Regions from separate parts of the Oryctolagus cuniculus genome. Here region 2 is linked to region 1. A link is a contact called in public Hi-C data. All regions are on one chromosome and are shown on one strand. Each heading gives the region's core, a stretch centred on a gene start, on an enhancer-like site or on the middle of the called end of the contact. The rest is flanking DNA. Distances are from core to core; before and after follow the strand shown.

Evidence for each region. A called contact is a pair of places that touch in the nucleus more often than the background predicts.
Region 2: a contact with region 1 is called in a Hi-C map of an unstated tissue, with 7 times the contacts expected there. The contact joins two enhancer-like sites. A contact is called at or near these places in 4 of 6 Hi-C or Micro-C datasets (ear pinna, embryonic fibroblasts, psoas muscle and 1 more).

The regions. Positions count from the first base shown.
Region 1 is chr4:84,867,817-84,873,314 of mOryCun1.1, reverse strand. No RefSeq gene overlaps it. Among named protein-coding and RNA genes, the nearest start is that of TMEM44, 52 kb to the right of the region's middle. Within about 2 kb of position 2,109, at least 1 of the 8 cell types and tissues checked has an H3K27ac peak or open chromatin away from gene starts, as enhancers often do.
Region 2 is chr4:84,976,705-84,982,067 of mOryCun1.1, reverse strand. The region is part of intron 2 of ATP13A3 (ATPase 13A3); the gene reads right to left. Among named protein-coding and RNA genes, the nearest start is that of ATP13A3, 18 kb to the right of the region's middle. Within about 2 kb of position 2,202, at least 1 of the 8 cell types and tissues checked has an H3K27ac peak or open chromatin away from gene starts, as enhancers often do.

The DNA.
Region 1 (5,498 bases), core at 860-3,359:
GGTGCAGGAGTGGGAGAGACCCCCGAGGGCCGGCCTCTGAGCCCAGCCGGATTCGATTCTTCCCTGTCTCCCGGCCGGCCTGGCTGCCTCACTGAGCCTTCTGAGCTGAAGTGGAAATGATCTCTTACCTCTCACTAGCTCAAAACACAAAATGCTCAGAAAAACAAAATCACGCACAGGGAGCCCAGGGACAAATGTGACCTGAGCCATCAGAGCTAAAGGTTTCACACAGAGAATTTAAGGCCTGAGCAGTCATTTGTTCTTATGCAACTTTTCAAAAAAAAAAAAAAAAAAAAAAAAATCCCAGGTCTCCAGGGAGAGAGCGTGCGAGCTCCAGGCTGACCTCATTGCCAACAAGGGACATTCGGGGGACAAGGCTGGGAGGGGGCGGCTGCACGTGAGAATGTGTGTTATCGGCAGGGAACACTTTTCCCCTGCACTCATGTGGTCATCCGTCTGATATGGCCGTGGGTGGAGGTGGGCAGAGGGGAAGGGCGTGTCCGGCCTGCGGCGACAGAAAGAGCCATGAGGTCATCGGAGCACCGACCACTGGCAGCAATTGTCTTCCCAGCTCGCATTCCCAGGGGGTTACCTCCGCTCCCACAGAGGCTTCTGATGCTGGATTCCTGCTTTGGGCCAATGTTTTCTCCCGACTGAAAACACCACCTGACAGCTAACCAGACCTTGCATATGCTCTTTGACAAGGGATTTGAGGTCTGACTTTGAGACGCTATGAGAACTGCAGTTTGCTTGCAGTCTCGAATGCTGACCGCCTCCCACCTGATCCTCCCTGAGAGGCTACCCTGGCTTCTCCTAACCCCTGCCTGGGCACCACCCACCTTGGCCACAGCCTCTGCTCAGGTTCCTTCACTGAACCACCCATCCCCAGGACTAGGGGTTCCTCCCCGCTCCTCTACCCCCAGACCTTGGGAGTAAGCGGTACTGGGCAGGACTTGCAGCCTGAGACTCTGCGCTGTCAGCACCCTACCCAGGTGCTCCGGCTGTACCCCGAGCATGAGAGCCACGGCGCCGGCTGGTCTCTGTAAGCGCTGCTCTAGCTCCAGCTGTCTAGGAGGGAGGTGGTCCGAAGGGTGGCTGCCTCAGATGAAGCCACACAGCCGTGCAGCCGCCCCCTTGTGCGGTGAGCTTCTGAACGCCGCATCTCAGTCTTCCCTCCCCCTATTCTCTGCTTTGACTGCATGTGAGAATCGTGCCTGAGATATTTAAAAAATCGCTCATACTATGGTTTCTTAGCAGAGATTAGCATGTCAGGTGTTCACCCTCCTTCTCTAAGGAAGCTGAAGCCCGTTTTGGAATCCCACACGGTGGCTCCAACAGAAATGTAGGTCTAGGCACCCGGCAGTCTTGGGCGGAATGTCCATTATGGAGTCACAAGGGACAACTTTCTGAACAGAGTCAAGTATGGGCACTCCAGGATTTACCATGATAATTTCCTTTGGAAGAATGGCTTTGGGGACCAGCACTGTGACCTAGCTGGTAAAATCACCACCTCTGATGCCGGCATCTCATATGGGCACGGGTTCATGTCCGGCTGTTCCACTTCTCATCCAGCTCCCTGCTAATGGCCTGAGAAAAGCAGCAGAGGATGGCCCAAGTCCTTGGGCCCTGCACCTGTGTGGGAGACCCGGAGGAAGCTCCTGGCTCCTGGCTTCGGATCTGTGCAGCTCTGGCCGTTGCAGCCAATTGGGGAGTGAACCAATGGATTGAAGACCTCTCTGCCTCTCCCTCTCTCTCTCTCCCTCTGTGACTTTGACTTTCAAACAAATAAACAAATCTTTAGGAAAAAAAAAAAAAAATAGAACAGCCTCAGGGTGAGTGTGTGGCTAAGTGGTGACGTCTGCATCTCATGTCAGAGTGCCTGGGTCTGACTCCCAGATCTGCTTCCAGGTCCAGCCCCTTGTTATTGCAGTACCCCGGGCAGCAGCAGGGGATGGCTCCAGTACCTGGGTCCCACCACCCTGCTCCGTGTTACTGCAGTACCCCGGGCGGCTGCAGGGGATGGCTCCAGTACCTGGGTCCCACCGCCCCGCTCCTCCCTGTTACTGCAGTACCCCGGGCGGCAGCAGGGGATGGCTCCAGTACCTGGGTCCCATCACCCCGCTCTGTGTTACTGCAGTACCCCGGGCGGCAGCAGGGGATGGCTCCAGTACCTGGGTCCCTGTCACCCCACTACAGGAGACCCAGAGAAGTTCCCGGCTCCTGACTTTGGCGGGCCTCAGCCTCCAGGGTTGCAGGCGTTTGGTGAGAGAACCTATGGATGGAAGCTTGATTTCTGGCTGTCTTTGTGTGTCTGCCTTCTAAAGAAAATGAAAATAAATAAAATTTAAAACAAAATGAAGAGGCTCCCTGTCAGAGGAAAACGATCTACACACACTCTTCAGGTTCCCAGGTGGCCAGAAAAGTTGCAGACCCCAGCGTGGACGTGTGGCAGGGAAGGGCTGTGGCTCCGGGAGCCGTGGGGCTGGCGCTCGGGCTGACTTGGCCTTCCAGAGCCAGCTGGTGTCCTGCGGGAGGGTGTGGAGGAGAACTGCTGTATTAGAAGCCCTAGGGGGGAAGTTCTTTTAGCCCAGCTTTGCAAAGGGGGCGGTGGTCTCTTCTCCAAGGGCCACAGCTGACCTGAGAGGCTGCAGAGATCAACTGGCAGGTGTCGGACCCGTGTCCAACAGTGACACCAGGAGGCAGGAGAAGGTAACCACAGCGACTAATCTTCCTTTGGTATGACTTGTTCATTGATCAGAAAACCTTATACTTACTCATTTAATAACATACAACCAGCAGTTGTGTGAGAAAGTCGCGATCACACCCATTGCTCAGAAAAGGAAATTGAGGCATGGGATGCCACAGTCAGAGAGCGGTTGCCAGGCTGTAAACCCAAGCAGTCTGACTCCAAGGCCGCACCCCTAACCCCTGGGCCTTGCTGCCTTCTTCGTGACGGCCGTGTTTCACTGAGCACATACTATGGGCTGTTATGTTCTCCATGCTTCTTAGCCTTCACCATGGGCTGAGGTGCTAACTATTTTTACTCCCATTTCACAGATGGGGAAAGTGAGGTACAGCAAGGAAAAGTGGTGGGCTGCTCATCTTTCACTCCCTCCCCTGCGGGAACGGAAGCTGGGCTGCCCGTGGCGGCACCTTCACGTTCCGGAATGTTCTCAGGAAACTCCAGCCAGGTGGGAGGATGCTGGGCTTCCTGCAGCAAGACACGTGCAGAGTGGAAGTGGAAAAACAGTGATGATGTGACACTGTTTGTACCCCCACATTTATGAGAGCAGATGGTCCCGGTGCTGGGAGCCCCACCCCACACGCACTGAATCAGCGCCCGTGAAGGGTGGGGGCAGGAAATCTGACTTCAATCAAAACCCAGAACAAACCCCGGGTGATCCTGGGGCACAGCCAGGTTCATGGGCAGAGTCACAGCACCCAGAGAGCTGGCAGCAGTGAGCCCCACAACTGCTTCTCGCCCAGGAAGAAGCTGTGTGCAGCGTCTCACCAGGCCTCCTCTCCTGTCATGGAGGAGGACGGGCAGCCGAGCCCAGGGGCACGAGACGTGTGGCCACACCCCCTTTGCTCTCGTGGGTCTCTGTTCTCCACTTGGAAAAGCACCGTCTGTTCTTAGAAGCCAGGATCGATCAAACACCTCTTCCCTGTGTACACTCCCTGTCTAGGCTCCAGGAAGGGTGGAGACAGAGGGACAGAGAGGACAAAAAGTGTAAAGGGGTAACCACATTCAGGGCATGGCCAGTGACACCTGACAGCTGGCCCCTTTGCTCTGACCCATGGGACAGCCAGTGTAGACATTCACCTGGTCACCCTGGGACGGCGGGGGACTAGAGGGGGCTGTCACAGGGTACTGGAAAAGGAGCAAAAGCAGCATTTATGGTTTTACAGGAATCATTGTCAATCCTCATAACCACCTTTGTGAGACAGGTAACATAAATCTGCATAGGCCCATTTTGCAGCAGAGGAAACTGAGGCTAAGAAAGGCAATCAACATCTCCGAGGCCACATGGCTGCTGAGTGGAGATTGGGAGTGCAGATTCGTTGTAAGACAAAGTAGCTCAGGTTCTTAAGGTTGAAAGGCCCTGATGTGTCGTCCAGTCCGACCCTCTGCTCAAGGGGGATCTTCCCGGAAACGTCTTAGAAGAGGGGTGAGGTACTCCCGCGAGCACGAGCCCCCCTGCAACCATCACAGCCTGCACAGGGTCCCTTATGCCAAGCTCACATCTGTCAGTCCTCTCCTGCCACTGAGAGGCCGCACCACGCTGATCCACCAAGGCCCTGAGTGGAGGCCGAGGGCTGCCGGCACTGGAGGCTTGGGCAGGCTTGGGCAGGCCACTGACTCACGGGGCCAGTGCGCGTGACTCACTGCTTGCCTACGGGCACCCTTTTCCTGGTGTGGGTGCTCTCAGAGGGCCAACAGCCTCTGCCACTCGCTCAGCTCACTCCGGAGGCAGTGGGACATTGCCAAGGGTCTCAGTCCTACCTCCTCCAAAGTTCAAAGTCAAGTATACTCATACGATAAAAATGTACTAAGGGCCTAAAAGACATGCAGGGGAGTTTTAAGGAGAGAGACACACACAGAGAGAGGTGTCTTCCATTGGCTGGTTCACTTCCCAAATGCCTATAACAGCAGGGCTGAGCAGGCCAAAGGCAGGAGCCATGAGCCCACCCCCAACCCCTCCCCGGGGTGCACATTGGCAGGAAGCGGGCTCAGCAGCGGGGTAGTCAGGACTTGAACCAGCACTCTCCTATGGAACGTGGGCCTCCCAAGCTTCAGTCATTGTGCCACAAGAGCTGCTCAACATTTTAAGGAAATTTGGAGCTGTACCTGAAATAAGGGAAATGTACAGAGGAAGTAATGAGAATCACTGACACTTTATGCCATTTCAGAGCTGAAAAGGCCCCTGTGTGGTTTGTTATCAGTTTTCTCAGCCACCCAGTGAGACAGGTGGAAGAGGGTGAACATTTTTTTGTACATGGACAAGAGTAATGGACATGGGAGTCGCGCGGCTGGGGAGTCCCACGGCTGGGGAGTTGCAGGAATTAGGACTTGCCTGCAGGCCTGCTGGGTCTGAGGTCAATGACTGTGCCCCAAGTCGCAGGCCAGTGCTGGCTCCCCGGAGACCCCCAGGACTCTGACAGGGCCAGGCTGGTTCCCTGGAGACCCCCAGGACACTGACACGGCCAGGCTGGCTCCCTAGAGACCCCACACACACACACAGGACACTGACAGGGCCAGGTCTGGCTTCCTGGAGACCCCCCAAGACGCTGACACAGCCAGGCGCTCCCCACAGCTCGGCTCAGCCAGCAGCAGCGGTTGGTTCCCGCTGGGAGTGGCCCAGAAGGCTGCAAACACTTCTGAGCCGGCTTTATTGTGTGCTATCTTATCTCAATAGGAAAAGGCAATTCGGGGAAGAATTTCCTTGTCACAGTGCTCCAGGCTTTCCGTTGTCCAGCTTTCTTAGGCCCGGCTCATC
Region 2 (5,363 bases), core at 953-3,452, 110 kb before region 1:
GTCTACATTTACAACTGAAATAAAAATATTTCCAAATACAAATTCCAAACTCTGCTTATTGAATAACCTCATTTTAACACCTATACAACTATTTATATTAAAATAATTAAAATAAATCTGCATTTTCCAAGTACAATAATCAAATTGTGACACCTCTTTACAAGGGCAAAACTTAAAACTTCAAGTCCACTCCTAACAATAAGAATGACATAATATAATTTAATGAATACATGGAAATTTTCTGAGGATACCAGCTAAATTTTAACAAAGCTCTACTCAATACCCATTTTATCACTTCCCATCTTGGACTTTCTCTTATAATACATGCTTTTGTTTCTGTGTTTAGGCTTAAGGAAGACCATTGTATCCAATATACACCAAACCAAGACTGTATTTACATTTGTAAAGTGGAGTCTTTGTACAATTATACTTTTTTGTATGTTACAAAACAATGTAGTAGCTATAACAAAATAAGTTATAATTAGAAAAGATGATACAATTACCTGTATTAGAACTAATACGAAGAACAAGGATATTATGCCATTCTTGCATAATTTTTGTCACTTTTATTTTATGTATCATTTAAAAAAGGAGATCAACCTTTTATTCTGAGACAATCTAAGCGGTAAGACTTATCATTAGACAAAAGGGGTTCTTTGTCTAACTGTACAGTACTTAGTTTAAAAAAAAAAAAAAGTGGGGGACTACATTTGGACAACAAATCCCTGCTAATAGCCTGGGAAAGCACTTTTAGATGGCCCAAGTGCTTGGGCCCCTGCCACCCATGGGGAGACCCAGAAAAAACTCCAGGCTTCTGGCTTCAGCCTGGCCCAGCCCCAGCCACTGCAGCCATTTGGGGAGGGAAACAGCAGATGGAAGATCTTGCTCTCTCTCTTCCTCTCTGTTAACTCTGAGTTTAAAATGAATAAATCTTTCAAAAACTTAAATGTATAACTATCATGTATATACTGCATGATAGAAGTTTGCATGTCTTAATTGTTATCTATTTGAGAAACAGAAAGAGAGATCCTATCTATTAGCTCACTCCCCAAACACTCAGAATGACCATGGCTGGGCCAGGGCCCAAGCTAGCTGCCAGAAACTCAATCCAGGTCTCTCACATGGGTAGCAGGAACCTAATTATATTTGCACCATTACCATGTTGCCTCTATATTGGTGGGAAGGTTGCCTCAAGAGCCAGAGCTGGGAATCAATCCCAGGAACTCTGATATGGGATGCAGGTGCCTTAACCACAACACTAAATGCTCCAAATTTTGTATCACTTATGGTCGGGGAACTTTATTTTCTACCAAGGGCCATTTGGATATTTATAACATCATTTGCAGGCCATACACAATTATCAACTTAAAAACTAGCCTGTTTTAGATTTATTGAATTTCAGGTTCCACCTGCAATTGCTTTGCCAAGGCCAGACCCAAAGATGCTGCAGGCCTTCCACAGCCTTTGGGGCCAGAAGTTCCCCACCCTTGGAACATTTACTTCTGTGAATGGAGATTTGCTGTTTCAAATATCCAAGTTATTTTGATCTTAAAGCTTTTATACTTCCCCTTAAATCTTTCTCCCGTATGTTATTTTTCAAAACTCCATATTCAAGCTTAAAAAATAGTTTCAAAAGTGTTACAAACTCCTCATTTTACAATGCATGGCCAGCCTTGGGTCTGAACTTGAAGTTACTTTGAAAATACTTCATGGTCTTTTATCAGACTATTTGACTGGATCTCTCTCTTAAATTATTTTGCCCCAGGCAAGAAAAAGTAGTCATTTTGAAAGCTCTTTAAATAAGTACACTTCTGCCCACCTACAGTTGGTTAGATTTATTTATAGCCCCTCCCCCCACTCCCCACATTTTGGCCCAGTTGAAAGGTATCAGCCCATAAAACAGCCTAAGCAGTAACAAGTTTTAAATTATTTTATCAAACTCATATCTAGACGTTTTAAGTAATCATATATGCCAGGTTCACTACCTGATTAAGTACAGTAGGATACACAACTTTCCTCTCCTCCACCCTCGAAACAAAGAAAGCACAGAACTGAAGGTTCAGCTTTATCTTTTCCTTAAATGACAATTATTTCAACATGAACTATTATGCAAGTTGCTTCAGCTATCTCAGTCTCAACTTCCTCTCCACTATGAAACAGATGGAATAATTCCTCCAACAGACTTCAACCATCGAAGTGACCTACCCAACATTGCCTTTGTAATACAGCTTGCTGCTGCACTCTCTCACCACCAGGTGACGTTCCAACACCGGTAAGGGAAAAGACTAACAATTTAAATAGGCCTTATAAATGCAGCAGCTGCAGTTACACGAAGTAATCCAAGAATGATTAAAGATGAAAAATTATATATAAGATTTTTAGTAACACTGGACATACTGATATAGAAAAAAGTTGCCCTTTTTGTTTATTTGTTCTTATTTCTTTGAAAGGCACAGTGATAGATTCTCCATCTGCTGGAATACCTAGTTAGGTATTTGGGAAGTATTGGGCTAGGTCAAAGCCAGAAGCCAGAAACTTGATCCAGGTTTCCCATGAGGGTGGGTGGTAGAAACCCAAGAACCTGACCAATCACCTGCTGTCTCTCAAGGAAATGTATAAACAGGAATCTGGATCTGAAGCAGAGAATGGACTTGATCTCAGGCACTTTGATACGGGACAAGGGCTCCCAAGCAATGGCTTAACCCACTATACCACACTGTCTACCTCAAAAGCTATCTTTTTAAAACAGCCTTGTATCATGTGTCTTAGTAGAAAACTAAAATATGCAGTGAACTCAAAACAAATGCTAACATGGAAGGGGAAGGCAGGTATATTACTGTTCCCTTTATATAGATTACTCCAAATTCCCAATTGTCTGAAACTCCCATTCAAGGATCTTACAATGTTAGGGAACAAGGGAGGCAAGGACAATGCAGTTAAAGAGCACATGAACCTAGCAGTTAACAAAACGGTATATTTCAAGAATAAAATTAAGAAAAAAACATTTCCTTGCCCATTAAACTGGTACACACCAACAAGGAGCACCTTAATATATTGCTGCTAAGAGTGATTCTAAAATATCTTTTGAAAAAAAATCAACTGATAGTATCTAAATTTTAAAAACCTACATATAGTTTGATCCAACAATCCCAACTTCAAGAATCCACAAGAGGTGAGTATTTGGCCTCGCAGTTAGGACACCTGCATGCCGCATCAGAATACCTGAGTTCTATACCTGCCTTGAGCTCCTAACTCCAACTTCCTGCTAATGCATACCCAGGGAGGCAGGAGTGATGGCTCCAGTAAGTACTTGGGTTCCTGTCTCCCCCTTGGAAAACCTGCATTGAGTTCCTAGCTCCTGGCTTTAGCCTTGACCCAGCCCTGACTATCTTGGGCATTTAGGGAATGAACCAATAGATGAGAACCCTTTCTTTTTCTTTTTTTTTTTTTTAATTTGACAGGTAGAGTTATAGACAGAGAGAGAGAGAGAGAGAGAAAGGTCTTCCTTCTATTGGGAGAACCCTTTCTACCAAATAACTTCTAAGTTTAAAAAAAAAAAAGATTACAAAAAAAATCCACAGTTTATCTATTTGTAAGTATGTATGTACAAAACATGTATACAGCTACAGTATTGATAGCAGGAAAAAAATTCGGTATTGCATCTGAATATCAATAGAAAACCACATAAATAACTTATGGAATTAAAGAGAATGAGATAAATCTATGTTGACAGCAAGAATAGTTCCATATAATATATAAAGACAAGAAAGAAAGATACTACCTATTTTAACAACCAAAAAAGACAGTATTTTTAAAAAGAACAAAAAAGGTATAAGATATAGAGCAAACTTAATATCATCTTAAGATGGTCAAAGGTCACCACTAACAGCTCTGTCAAATTTCTCCACGTTGTTGGACTTAAGAAATGAACATCTTCCATTTTTTTTTCCTTTGGAGGTGAGCATGGGTACTTAGACAAAACACATTTAGATGGAATAAAAACATTTTAAAATAGCAAAAAGGAAACTGGGCATGAGTATTTAATACAGTAGGGATTGACAAAACAGTAACATCCTTTTTTTCACAATACATTTATTTATTTGAAAGGCAGAGTTACAGACAAAGAGGGAGAGGCAGAGAGGTCTTCCATCCACAGGTTCACTCCCCAAATGGCCACAACGGCCAGAGCCGGTCCTATCCAAAGCCAGGAGCCAGGAGCTTGCTCCAGGTCTCCCACATGGTTACAAGGACCCTAGGCATTTGGGCCATCTTCTACTGCTTTGCCAGGCACATTACCAGGGAGTCAGATTGAAAGAGGAGCAGCTGGGACTCGAACTGGCACCCATATCAGGTGCACACACTACAGATGGCATGTCTACCGGCTATGCCATAGCACCAGCCCCTCCAGTTAACATCTGATGTAAAAAAAACAAATTTGTAAGAAAGCCTCATTCCCCCAAACTAAAACCTGTATTTTTGGGGGCCGGTGCTGTGGTGCAGCAGGTTAACGCCCTGGCCTGCAGCGCGGGCATCCCATACGGGCACCAGCTCAAGACCCGGCTGCTCCACTTCCGATCCTGCCCTCTGCTATTGCCTGGGATGGCCCGAGTCCTTGGGCCCCTGCACCCATGTGGGAAGACCTGGAAGAAGCTCCTGGCTCCAGATCAGCGCAGCTCTGGCCATTGCGGCCAATTGGAGAGTGAACCATTGGATGGAAGACCTCCCTCCCTCCCTCCCTCCCTCCCTCTCTCTCAAATAAATAAATAAATAAATAAATCTTTAAAACAAAACAAAAACCTATATTTTTAAGTTCAGAGTTAAGGATTTTTTTCTGAATAGCATGTAAATGTCTTTTGTACCATTTTAATGCAATTAGTGACTGTATCTTTTAAACTAATAATATTAATCAAAATCCTTATAACCTGCTTGACATTTCTTTTTATTTATTTATTTTTAATCTTTTTTATTATTATTATTATTTTATTTTTTGGACAGGCAGAGTTAGACAGTGAGAGAGAGAGACAGAGAAAAAGGTCTTCCTTTGCCATTGGTTCACCCTCCAATGGCCGCCGCGGCCGGCGCGCTGCGGCCAGCGCACCGCGCTGATCCGAAGCCGGGAACCAGGTGCTTCTCCTGGTCTCCCATGTGGTGCAGGGCCCAAGCACTTGGGCCATCCTCCACTGCACTCCCGGGCCACAGCAGAGAGCTGGCCTGGAAGAGGGGCAACCGGAACAGAATCCGGCGCCCCGACCAGGACTAGAACCCGGTGTGCTGGCGCCGCTAGGCGGAGGATTAGCCTAGTGAGCCGCGGCGCTGGCCCACCTGCTTGAGGTTTCAATGAACAATTTTTAAAGATGGTCTTT